Regions from separate parts of the Mus musculus genome. Here all the other regions are linked to region 1. A link is a contact called in public Hi-C and promoter capture Hi-C data. All regions are on one chromosome and are shown on one strand. The core of a region is the stretch at or near the end of the contact, and the rest is flanking DNA. Distances in the headings are between cores, read along the strand shown.

Region 1 (3,815 bases), core at 642-3,141:
GCCTATCTGCCCTGACACTGGGATCTTGTATCTTCTCTGAGAGTCTACCAAAGAAAAAGGATCCCACTGCCTCTATCCTAGCTGAGGCTCTCACTATTCCATTCTCAGCTAGGGAAACCTTGGCTAGCTCTCTTTCCCATAATAATCACCTTCTTCTTCCCTTTCTCATAGGCTCTTCTTGCCCTACACTTGCCCCAAACCTTAGTCTGGCTGAAAGCTTGTTCTGAGCCACCTGGCCCCCCACAGACCTCCCCCTCTGGCACCCAACCTTAGCATCTGCCTGGTACTCTTAACACGCACGACCTGAAGGGTAACTCCTGCAGCTACCTGCTACTCAGTGGTCACATCACACCACCGAGGTCAGGGAGATCATTTCAAAACTCATAGGCCAGCTCTATCAAGGCAAGTCTAATTTATTATGCTTGCTTTGTAGCCTTCCATCCCTACGAGTCAAGCTTTAAAAACCCAGAGGTCAAGAATTGCAACCCTCTAACCAGCTGGATTCTTCTGGATTCTGGGTTTCTTCACAGAAACAAAGAATAATCTAGCTTTTTAGATAGAACAACAGTCAAGGAAATGGAGGGGTGAAGGGTAGTGGGAGAGTCTTCAATGATATTTTGAAATATCACCTTATACACTGTTTTGTCCTGTTATAAAGCTGAGGATGACAGCTTCGCAGTGGGCAGTGACGGTATATGCTTTTAATCCCGGCACTCACGAGGCAGAGGCAAGTGGATCTCTGTGGGTTTGAGGCTACCCAAGTTCCAGGACAGCCAAGACTACATAGAGAAACCCCGTTTCAAAACAAAAGGAAAAAACAAGCCCCTTGTGTGACTTTTTCTAGGATGACATCCACAGAGCAAAGAAACGATTCTACCCAAGGCTAGCTTAGGGAACCGGTAAGTCTACTGGGGTTACCTCTGTAGGTAGGGGTGAGGAGCTACTTGCAGGAGCACAAAAGACTCAAAGGCAGCTGCATGGATTAAAATCCCACAGCAGCACACATAAGACTCACAGAGGCTGCATCCCTGATGCCCCTTCAATGCCTTGCAGGTTGGTCATCTTATAGGACACCCTTGTAAATCTTTTTACTTTCTGAGATTTAATGAATGTATTGTATATACTGTATATCTTGTATATACTGTTATCCTTGCAGAACCCATTGGGAAAGAGTTCGGGCTCCTGGGATGGCACCTCCCTCTAGAAGCAACAAGATCTTAAGAGCTAAGATTATTTATTCTGTGTCTCCCACAAATACCCACATTTGCAAGAATTACCACACCGCAAGGATTTACTTAAAAGCCTTTCACTGTAGGATATGCCTCTCATCTAGCCACTGGGATCCTGAAACGGATTCCAGGCTTCCCCTGGGCGAATGTGGAAAGCCCAAGCTATAAATACCGGTCTCCCGCGTCTGCACGGGAAGATGCAAAACATTCAAAGTTATAGTAGGCTAAACACTCCTTGTGATCCAGGATCACCCACAAGGCATAGGAGAGTTTCCTGTGGGAGGCGTGGGCGCAGCAATGTGGTACATAGCTCCTGCCACTCATCACCGGATGACACTCATTTCACAACATCCGGCACATTCCTGGTGTCGCTACACAAAGAAACGAGCCAACCCAGTTCTCCCCTCCCTTAAACTCCTTCACAGCCTGACTAAATCAAACAAATCACTGGCTCTGGCAAATGAGTTTCATTCTGTGACCTACACCCAGGGCAGGGCCCCGAGCCCCTCCACCCCACCCGCCCCGCTCCACTAGTTTCGCAGCCCGGGTTTGGGGGCGTGGCTCCAGGAGAAGGACACCGGGGCAGGGCTTTGGGGGTGGGGCCCTGAAGGCGGGGCTCTGAGTGACCAGGTCTAAAAGGGAAAAACCCGAGGCCTAGGCTGCTTGCACAGTCAACCTTGCTTTTCTTGGCTGCAATGGCTGTGGTCGCAGGCCTTCGGGCCTTTGGGGTGAAGTGGCCCAGCTGGCTCAGGCGCAACCCATGGGCCCCTCTCTCCGCCGGCTTCTGCAGCCCAGGGTCAGCAGGACCTGCGGGGTCGGAGTCAGAGCCAAGGCTCACCAGCACGCGACAGCAGGACGGAATCAGGTCAGCCTGCAGGCAGTGCCAGGGCTCTCCCTGGAGTTGGGAGCCAGGACTCGGGATCAACAGGCCTTGCCGCCACTAATCCTGAGTTATTTGTCACTGTTCTTTTCGATTTCATCTCGAAAAGATGACATCTTTGGTGGAGGAATCCTTGCATACTGAGTTTACAGGTGTCCCTTCCCTGTGCACACTAATACGAGGCACATGTGAGGGTTGTAAGTGAAAACTTCCTGGTGGCCCCCTAACACGGCTACCGTGCCCAGTTGCCCAGTCGTTTCTGAACATTTCTGCTGGCATGAGCACACATCTATCGCAACAGCCGTTGCCATGACCTCCAAGAAAGCCTATCACAAAAGATCCATGCCCTTACAAACAAAATCAGCAGGCTCCAGGGTTAAGGGCATGCTGAAATGCAGGGTGGGGGAGGTCAATAAGTAAGGATACAGGGCACATGCCCTGATCTCTGCCCCCTTGTGCCACAAACCTAAAAGCCTTAAAGTTTTGTTTGAATCCGTGCACAACCTGGATGTAATGAAGACCCTTTTCAGGCCTGGGCAGCACAAGGCTGTGAAGAGCTACGTTTCCTTGTTTAAGAGCTACAGGTGGAGCTGTTTAAGTGATATGCCCCCTACTCCAGTAAATAGCTCTTCTTAACCCTAGAAGATCATGTTTCACTTTTTAATCCTCACCCAAACTTTTATGTGGTCCTCCAAAAGAATGGAGAGCCAACCTCTGGCCTTTGGCTCTCCCCACACCTCCCCTTCACCCTCAGACCTCTCTATTACTACAGCCTTTAAGGAGCTTAGCACACAGGTCTGCGGATACCCATCCAAGGTGCCCATATTCTGTCTGTCCCCTAACTCCCTACAGACAACCATGGGTGGCCACCACAGGGGCTAAGCATTGGTGGGGCTCAGTAACTAAAGAGCAATCCCATTTCCTGTGGACTCCTTGGCCATCAACAGAGATAGAAACACTCCCAAAGAGAGCCTTAGGGGGCTCTGAAATGTAGAGCCTTCCTTTCTGATTTTTTTTTTTTTTTTGAGACAGGGTTTCTCTGTGTAGCCCTGGCTGTCCTAGAACTCTCTCTATAGACCAGGCTAGCCTTGAACTCAGAAATCTGCCTGCTCCTGCCTCTGAAGTGCTGGGGTTAAAGGCGTGCGCCACCATTGCCCGGCCCTTTATGATTTTTAAAGAGAAGCTTCTAATACTAATACTATAGTCATAAGCTGGGTGTGGTAGCACAGGCTTGTAATCACACCACTCGGAAGGCTGAAGCAGGACAAACCTGAGTTCAAAGCCCTCCAGGACTACATAGCAAGTTCGAGACTAGCCTGGGCTGCATCCCCTCCCCCACCAAATAAAGTCTGCTCATATCTGCTCAGAAATTCTGGCAAGAGATGGAAGACTGAGTCCTTCAGAAGTAAACATGAATCGGGAATCAGAAGAGAAGGGTGATGAGACCAGTTGATTATAGATGATAGGAATCATGTATTAATATTCTACCTGAGCCAAGCATTAGAACAGTACTATGGTAAGCAGGGGGACTTGTGTGACTCGGTCACTTCAAGTCTCCCGTTTCAAACTGTGCCTCAGAGCAATAATGCCGTCCTACCGTGAAGACCAGCTATGAAATGAGAGCTGTGTCAGGCACTTGCACTCATTGTCCCTGAGTCACACAATGGCCTGCAAGATGTCTGTCACCCCTCTTTACAGATGAGAGT
Region 2 (4,038 bases), core at 697-3,196, 83 kb after region 1:
TTGGACCAGTTCCTGTGTTCACTGCGCCCTGCACCACACTGGGGAGCCACGTGACCAGTTTACTGTTCTGATCAGCAGGGCCTACTTCCAGTTGCAGGGTTTTGCTTATAGCTACAAGCAGGTGTGGCTGGACTGCTTCTGTTTTTATAGAACAGGCTCACATTGACTCTCAGTGGATGGGAGAGCTGGAGGACCCTATGCAGGCTGGAGACCCTGCGCTTGAACCCTTGCCTGCCTCCAGCTTAGTGCTTGGAATTATGGGGGTGGGGAGGTGATAGGGAAAGGATGGGGAAGCCTTCTGTGTAAAAATAAAAAAAATAATAATGCTTGCCTAATTAACTAGCATGTAGATTAAAGTGCTTTGTAAACATTAATTAAAGATGCAGGGAGTTAGGCGAGGCCAGTGTGTTATTAGAGAAAAAGTTTTCTTCCCTTTAATCAGGTACTTCTTCTTCCTGGGGAAGACCAAGGTATGATCTCAGGACTGAGGAATTGGGCTCAGCCCTGTCAGCTGCCTGTAACCCAGTCATTTGTGTGGCCAGCCACTTCCTTCGCTTTCCATTAAATGGGGAAAATGCAAACATTTAGGGGGTACAGGTTGTCATTCGAGCCACACCAAGCATTACAGTGAATAAAATCCATGGCCCTGGCTTTCTCGCTGAGAACATTAGCTTCTGCCCGGTTGGGAAAGGCTGCCACAACAATGAGCTATTACTATTAGCTACTCAGAAATGTTCCCCCCGGTGGTAAAGATATCCCAACAATCAACAGGATCAAAACCGGGGCCTTTCTTCAGCCTCGTCGACCTCAAAAATCCCTCTCTGTAAAATAACCATAAGAAGTCAAAGGACCTGGCTGGCCAAGAAAATGGCTCATTGGATTGAGGCACTTGCCCTGAGCCCTGAACTCTGACCCTCGTGAGGGCAAGAGAGGACCAGCTCCTGAAGGCTGTCGGCTGACCTTCACTTTTTGAAGCATCTCTCTCTCTCTCTCTCTCTCTCTCTCTCTCTCACACACACACACACACGAATGAAGGAATGGATGAGTGGATGAATGAATGAATGAATGAACCAAAAGAAACAAAATCCTCAAAAAAAAGCAAGAAGGATTTTGACATTTTTCATGACAAGCAAATGATAAATATTTAAGGAGCTGGCCATGTTTACTCTGCTAAAAACCCTGTTCAGTGTGCACACATATGGGAACATCACATAAGTAACTCACATATGGACAATGCTTACAAGTTCATTAAACATGAATAGAGCTTGGCGTGGTGGCACACGCCTTTAATCTCAGCCTGCATTGGCTCTCTCTGAATTGGAGGCCAGCCTAGTCTACATAGTGAGCTCCAGGCCAGCCAAGGCTACATAATGAGATCCCTTTTCAAAAAAACAAAAACAAAGAAAGACTTAACCCCACGACCCCACAAACATTGTCTAAATGAATTAAACAAAATAATGTATGTTATGTGTCTTGTTTGAAAGTATACGTATTTCATAAATAACAGTCATTATTATTAAATGAAAATAATCTCTTCAGGATATTGTTGTTGGATGCCTGTAATCTCAGAAGTCAGGAGGCTGAGGCAGGAGGATCATGAACTTGAAGCCATCCTACATAATGAAATTCTACTTTAAAACAACAACAACAACAACAACGAAACTCTCAAAGTTAGTGGTGGAGTTGCTGGAGAAGTCCCTTCTTATTCAGGACTTCAAAAGCACATTGGTATTACGATTGCTCATGCTCAATTCAGTCTCACAAGTAGACCGAGAAGGCCTGACAGGCACAGCCAAGGGCTTTGGGCGCTGGCCCTTTAAGTATCGCGGGGACGCGCAGACTACCTCTGGCCGACTGGAGTCCGGCCGCCAGGAACGCGCGGCAGAGGTGCAGAGCGCTGGGCGGCGGAGCGCGCACGGCCGCCGAGAGCGCGCGGCGGGGAGGTGCTGGACGCCCTGGGGAGCGCGCTCCAGGCAGCCCGGGACGATCGGCGTGCGTGCGTGCACGACTTGCTGGCCGGAGGACGGCGTGAGCCCCGAGGGTCTCAGTCGGCGTGGACACCTGCGACCCGCGGAGGGGACTTGGCTCGGTGAGTTCCGCCCTACTGAGCGAGGCCAGGCCAAGCGCGGGACACCGGGAGCGGCAGCAGCTGTCGGGATCATCCAGGGCTCCCGGTCCGGGTCTTGGTAACTGGGGAAGCCCTTTGCGCGCAGCTGGGGCTCTGTCGTCGCCGAGGTCAGTGCCACCGGTTGGCCTCCATCCTGGGGCTTCGGGGATCGCGACGTGTGGCTTTTCACCTAGGGGTTTTCCCGAGAGCGAGAGTGGCTCGTGGCGTGTTGTCTGAGTTGAGTCTTTGGTCCCTTACCTTTCCTGGAGCGGACTGCGCGTGAGGACCGTGTCCTTTGCGAGGCTGAAACCCGGAGATGGCCAGAGCCACCTGTTAAACCAGTATCCTGAGCGAATCCTTCGGCAGGTTTTCCATGCCCCCGCCGGTTCCCCGCAGGTAACTGAATCGCGCGGGGATGTTTGTGTGGGTCTGCCGGGAGACCTGGGACGGTAGGGTTAGAAAGACCGAATATGTGGCTAATGAGACAGGGCTTAACAAAAGGCAGTCAAATAAACTGCAGCGTTTCCCTGAGACGGAAAGTTTCTCAACTTTTGTTTTACGGATTCTAAATTTAAGTAACTAACCCCCTCTAGGCACCTAACCACAGGACAACTCTGCCTGAACCTATTTGGTGCAAAGGAGACAATGAAGAGGGGTTTGTGTGTGTGTGTCCCCCTAAAGAGTAAAACTTTCGAGTCCCGCTGTGGGAAGATTCCCTCTGGCTCCAGTTTTAATAGATAACAACAAGAAGCTTTGTCCTAGAACGATCTAGAAATACCAAACCAGGTATTAAGTGTAAACTCTGGGAAGTGCTTGAAGGACAGACTCTTAGGAAAAATAATTTTCTGTGAGGTGCTCCAGTGTGTACTAAAACTTTGCCCTCATATTCCATGCCTGAATGTTCCAGATTGTTTTCCTAGGTGGAGGAGGTACTTTCGTTGGTGCGGCCAATGGTGCGGCCAATGTGGAAATACAAACAAATGCCCTATTTACTTGGGGCTGGGTGGGAAGGGTGGAAGTCGGGCTACGATCTTTCTTGCCAGGCTTGACAGCGTATGTATGGAATCTTCTGTATTTTCTTGCCCAGACCAGTAATAGCCTTTTTCTCGGTGACTGGTTCCTTTTAACAGTGACTCCAGTGAGCTTCTCACTGGAAAATTTTGGATCCTGATAATTTAAAAGCATTTTTCTCCTCTCACAGAAAACAGAAATTTGAAATTAGAATAAGTGGCAGTTATAAAGATGGGCTGTGTTTTTTGAAACTGAAGAGCCCCGTGGCACTTCGTTGAAGAGGGATTGGCCTGTTTTAATGCAGGCGTGGTGTGGCCCTCAGTTCCTTCATCCTTACATTTGTGGTCTCTTTCACCAGCTTCAGTGTTCTGAGCCCTGACTTGCGAATGCACATGCAGAATTTCTAGATAAGAGCCATATGGTCCAAACTGATTAAACCAGATCTGGTAATCCTGCCTTCGCCAGTGGCTGATGAGACACCTGGCCTCGGCTCCAAGGTTCTGAGACACCTCAGGAGCCTACAGTTGGCACCTTATGTTGATCTGAAGATCAGCTCAGGTAACTGATAGAGGCAGAGGACAGCCTTGAAACCTGAAGGGAGGACGTGGACGCTCTGGGTGGAGCAGAGCCCAGCACAGGAAATCCTCTGGAACAAAAAGTTGGAGTGTATCTTCTCTGAGCTGTTATGGGATGGATGCCAGCGGCCTCGGGGCCATTTGTAGGTGCCAGGGGAATCCTAGCAATCCTAGCAGCATCACAGAACTTGAGTGCTTTGACGGTCAAGGGCAGCATTTGTTTCTTCTTGGGGGTTCAGTGGTGGCTTCCTCATGGGTGTCCAACAGAGATGGCTCCCTGTCCAGTCTCTGAAGGCCTCTTGAGCATGCTGAGATGGCCTTCTCTTTGTATAGTGGCATCCCTGA
Region 3 (3,982 bases), core at 1,324-3,823, 97 kb before region 1:
GTGAGACAATCTGAGGGACTTCTCTACCTCAGTCTCAACATGGCCATTTTTAAAATGGCTGGCTCTTATCTCAATGCTGGACACAAATATTTTCTTGTTAAAAAAAAAAAATTAAAGCAGTGGCTGGCAAGATGGTGCTACCCATAAAGGTACTTGCTGCCAACCCTGATGACCAGAGTTCAAGTCTAGTTTCCTAAGGCTACAATCATGGTTGTGCACACGCGCACGCATGAGCACACACACTCACACACACACACACACACACAGTGGGGAGGATAGAGATGGAGGACAGGGAGAGAGAAAGAGCTGGGGGTAGACCAGTTGCCTCTGTGGGCAAATGTTTATGCTGCCAAGTCTGAAGATTTGAGTTTGATCCTCTGGGCACATAATAGATGGAAAGAACTGACACCTGCAAGTTGTCCTTTTGTACATACACAGAGTAATATTTAATTTTAATACCAAATTTAATAACTATGTAACTTAAAATCTTTCCCTCCCTTGCCTTCCCTTTTGACCTTCAACCAGGTTCTATTGAAGACACAAGAGGTAGAACTTAGCATGTCTGTAAGCCAGGGCTCAAGAGCTCGGCATTTGGGAGGCTGAAGCAGGTGCTCAAGTTCAAGGCTAGCCTGGTCTACATAGTGAAACCCTGTCCCAAAACAAGCAAGAAAACAGCAACAACCGTAAACAAAAAATGTTGAGGATAAATTCAATGTTAAAGACTCTAATCATAACAAAATTACCAATACATAAAGTTTCAAGTTGTGTTTCTCCCTGTCAACAGCATGACCATGTCTTTTACCTGGCCAGTTGGAGGTTCAGAATAAATCCTATGGGAAGGTGTCAATAAATGACTGGTGGGCTAAGTAAATAACAATTAAATTCAGAGCAAGCCTTGAATAACTTTGTATGATAACCCTTTATTATAATAAGCTAGTCTACTGGTCTCTAATAAAGACTCAGAACAAGTGTCTCTTGCCCCATATGTTCTTTCCAGGTTTAGTGACACATTACAAGTTTTTTGTTTTGTTTTGTTTTGTTTTGTTTTGCTTTCTTTTATTTATCACCTGGCAAGAAGACACTCAAGAGAACCACTTGTGTGTATTATGTGTCATTTGTCTGTAGAATTTATGGGAGATCCATGGTGCCCAAGATGAGGAAGGGACATTTTCAAGGTGACCCATGGCACCCAGGATGAGGAAGGAACATTTTCAAGGTGACCTATGGTGCCCAGGATGAGAAAGGGACATTTTCAAGGTGACCCATGGTGCCCAGGATGAGAAAGGGACATTCTCAAGGTGACCCATGGTGCCCAAGATGAGGAAGGAACATTTTCAAGGAAGAAAAATGAAGTCAGCCATGGTAATTATATATCATCTGCTCAACTTTGCTACCTGGGAAATACCAAGATAACCTTTTAAATAATTAATTTGTAAATATCCAGAGGAGAAAAGGAGAAGTACTGAGGGGCAATAATACATATCTGAGCATGCTGTGTAAGAGCAATTTAATTTTCATGTATGCTCTGGTGGCAGGTATGCTGGCGAAGAAGGAGAAATAGCTGTCATCAACTCTCTTCAATAGATTCCAATATGACATTACTGCCAATAAGCTGAGACGATGCCATCCAGCTGAAGAGTGGCTAATTTCAGATGTATGTGTGACACTCATGTCAAGCCATTTCTGAAGAAATAGCATAAACACCCTTTCAGAAGAAGCACTCAAAATCAACCTTTGCAACTGTCGCAGAATCTAGAGCAAAGAAACAAATCTACATAAAATCTCTCTTTTCATTGCTATTGTATCAAGATTGTGAAATGCAATAAAATTTGCCTTGCTAGACCAACTTAAAATAGGGATTGATACAGCTAAGACTAGTGGTAACCTCTCATGTATATATTCCTTTATAGATAATGCAAGAACTCTGTCTTTAAAGACAGCTTATAAAACACACACAACTATGCTGAAGGTTAAAAATAACATTTATCCCAGCAGTGTTGAAGCCTGTGTTTTTACTGTGATTTTTATCTTGCCATTGTTGATGTCCTTTGTCTAAAAAGAATATTAATCTGAAAAGACATCTTCAAAAACTATGTTCTGTATTTTTATTTTTTATGACAGGCTTCCTTTTACATCCCACTCTGGCCTTAAACTCACCATGTAGTTGAAATTACCTTTAAATATCTGACCCCTGTGTCCACCCCACCAAGTGCTGGGATTTCAGGCATGTGTCACCTGCTTGGTTTATCTGGTCATCAACCAGATGAACTACATTTGCTTTTAAATAAGCAGAAGATTCAAATTAAAAGTGTGTGCCTCTGCATTCATACACACCCAAAGCTGACGTTACTGTCCTCCTCGTGTGTAAGAGAAGATTCTGGTGGAAGCCAAGGTGCTGGGCATAGAGACTTCACACTTGTCACCTGAGTTTCATTTCCCCTTGGGGTTTTCTGTGGTTGTCGAAACTGCTCTGCAAATACTTTTGACTTTCTTCCTTGTTCACAGACAGGGGAACCACTTGCTAGCCACTGTGGGTTGGGATGTTATCTGATCTGCTTTGTTGGAAACAGAACATGGCCTATGTGATTTTTTACGCAGAACACTGAATGGCGGTGTGAGACTACCCAGAGCACTCTCTGTGTGTTACAACAGCTGGTCATGCTCCAGATGGTGGCAGATCCCTCAGCATTAGTTAGAAAACACTACGGAGTGAGAAACCCCAACTGTCCTGCAGTGACTAGTGTAAAGTATAACATTAAAAAAAAAAAAAAAAAGGGCTGGTGAGATGGCTCAGCAGGTAAGAGCACCTGACGGCTCTTCTGAAGGTCCTGAGTTCAAACCCCAGCAACCACATGGTGGCTTACAACCATCTGTAACAAGATCTGACTTCTGGTATGTCTGAAGACAGCTACAGTGTACTTACATATAATAAATAAATAAATCTTTAAAAAAAAAAAGATCCTTTTTTTGCCACTAAAATTTGGCAACTGTTTGTTAGTACAGCAGAACTTAGCCTATCCTGACTGATACAACAGGATTTTTATAATCTCTAATATAATTATCATACTGATTATTAATTTTTCCTAGCACTGAAACCTCAACATTGACAAAAATATCTTAAGTCCCTGTGGACATACTTGATAGACACTGAAACTTTAAAAAATGACATTAAGGGGACTTGAAGATAGTTCAGCACTTAAAAGGACTTCGTGCTTGTTATGAACATAGTGTACCAAGGGGGCCGCCACCTGCTCAGAGGAGAAGGGGAAGAAAGAATGGGGGAAGGATTATGCAAAAGGAGGACTGGGAGTGGGGCACTGAGTGGGATGTAAAATGATAAATAAGTAAAAAAAATTAATTAATTAATTTAAAAAGATATTTCCTTAAACTTTTTAAATTTAGCATACAACATAGTGGGGCTCATCATGATGTTTCTATACATGTATATCATTACATTTTGCTCATTATTATTAACCTCTCTTTTCGCTCCTTAAACATTTATCTTGACATATCTTCTAACATAGAAAATTTACATGGGAAAAACTACAAAGAATTCGTGTAGATTCTTTACCCAGATTCAACAGTGTCAACATTTTAATACAACAGCCTTTCTCTCTCAATCTCTGTCTCTGTCTCTCTGTCTCTGTCTGTCTGTATGTCTCTCTCTCTGTGTGTGTTTGGTGGAGTTGGGGAGGCATTAGAGTTGTTTTTAAGAGGGTCTTCATGTTATCCCAGGCTAGCCTTGAACTTGCAATGTAGTTGAGGATGGCCTTAAATATCTTGTCTCTACCTTCCAAATGTTCAGTCTATGTAGTGTTGGGGATCAGTCCAAGGCCTTGTGCATGCTAGCAAGGCAAGAGCACTAATAAACAAGATACATCCTTAGCTCACGATCTCTTCTTCTCTTGTGATGCTTGCGATGGAATCCTGGGCTTTTCGTATCCCGACATTTGATCCACCATTGACCTATGTCCTCAAGCTG

What was found. Promoter capture Hi-C pulls out the DNA fragments that hold promoters and counts their contacts. A called contact is a pair of places that touch in the nucleus more often than the background predicts.
Region 2: a promoter capture Hi-C map of liver shows a contact between it and region 1, with 1.9 times the contacts expected there. The contact joins the promoter of Proser2 here to the promoter of Echdc3 in region 1. A contact is called at or near these places in 3 of 39 promoter capture datasets (liver and macrophages), 1 of 484 Hi-C or Micro-C datasets (liver) and 2 of 9 other capture datasets (adipose tissue and pancreatic islet).
Region 3: a Hi-C map of the CH12 cell line shows a contact between it and region 1, with 3 times the contacts expected there. The contact joins the enhancer-like site here to the promoter of Echdc3 in region 1. A contact is called at or near these places in 5 of 39 promoter capture datasets (cranial neural crest, frontonasal cranial neural crest, hematopoietic stem and progenitor cells and 2 more), 2 of 15 datasets of contacts at CTCF or cohesin (large pre-B cells and pro-B cells), 41 of 484 Hi-C or Micro-C datasets (the AML12 cell line, B cells, the C2C12 cell line and 32 more), 6 of 115 datasets of contacts at active chromatin or transcription factors (VIP interneurons, bone marrow-derived dendritic cells, bone marrow-derived macrophages and 3 more) and 1 of 9 other capture datasets (pancreatic islet).

What each region holds. Positions count from the first base shown.
Region 1 is chr2:6,211,070-6,214,884 of GRCm38.p6, reverse strand. It overlaps Echdc3 (enoyl Coenzyme A hydratase domain containing 3), which reads left to right and starts at 1,891. Exons shown (of 5, transcript NM_024208.4): 1 at 1,891-2,094. The coding sequence starts at 1,925. The region is part of intron 1 of A230108P19Rik (RIKEN cDNA A230108P19 gene); the gene reads right to left.
Region 2 is chr2:6,128,093-6,132,130 of GRCm38.p6, reverse strand. It overlaps Proser2 (proline and serine rich 2), which reads left to right and starts at 1,946. Exons shown (of 4, transcript NM_144883.4): 1 at 1,946-2,089. It also overlaps the pseudogene Gm13384.
Region 3 is chr2:6,308,167-6,312,148 of GRCm38.p6, reverse strand. All of the region lies in intron 4 of A230108P19Rik (RIKEN cDNA A230108P19 gene), which reads right to left. Among named protein-coding and RNA genes, the nearest start is that of Usp6nl, 13 kb to the left of the region's middle. Within about 2 kb of position 2,573, at least 49 of the 459 cell types and tissues checked have an H3K27ac peak or open chromatin away from gene starts, as enhancers often do. A contact at or near this core is called in B cells, the CH12 cell line, Th1 cells and 3 more, where this site is marked.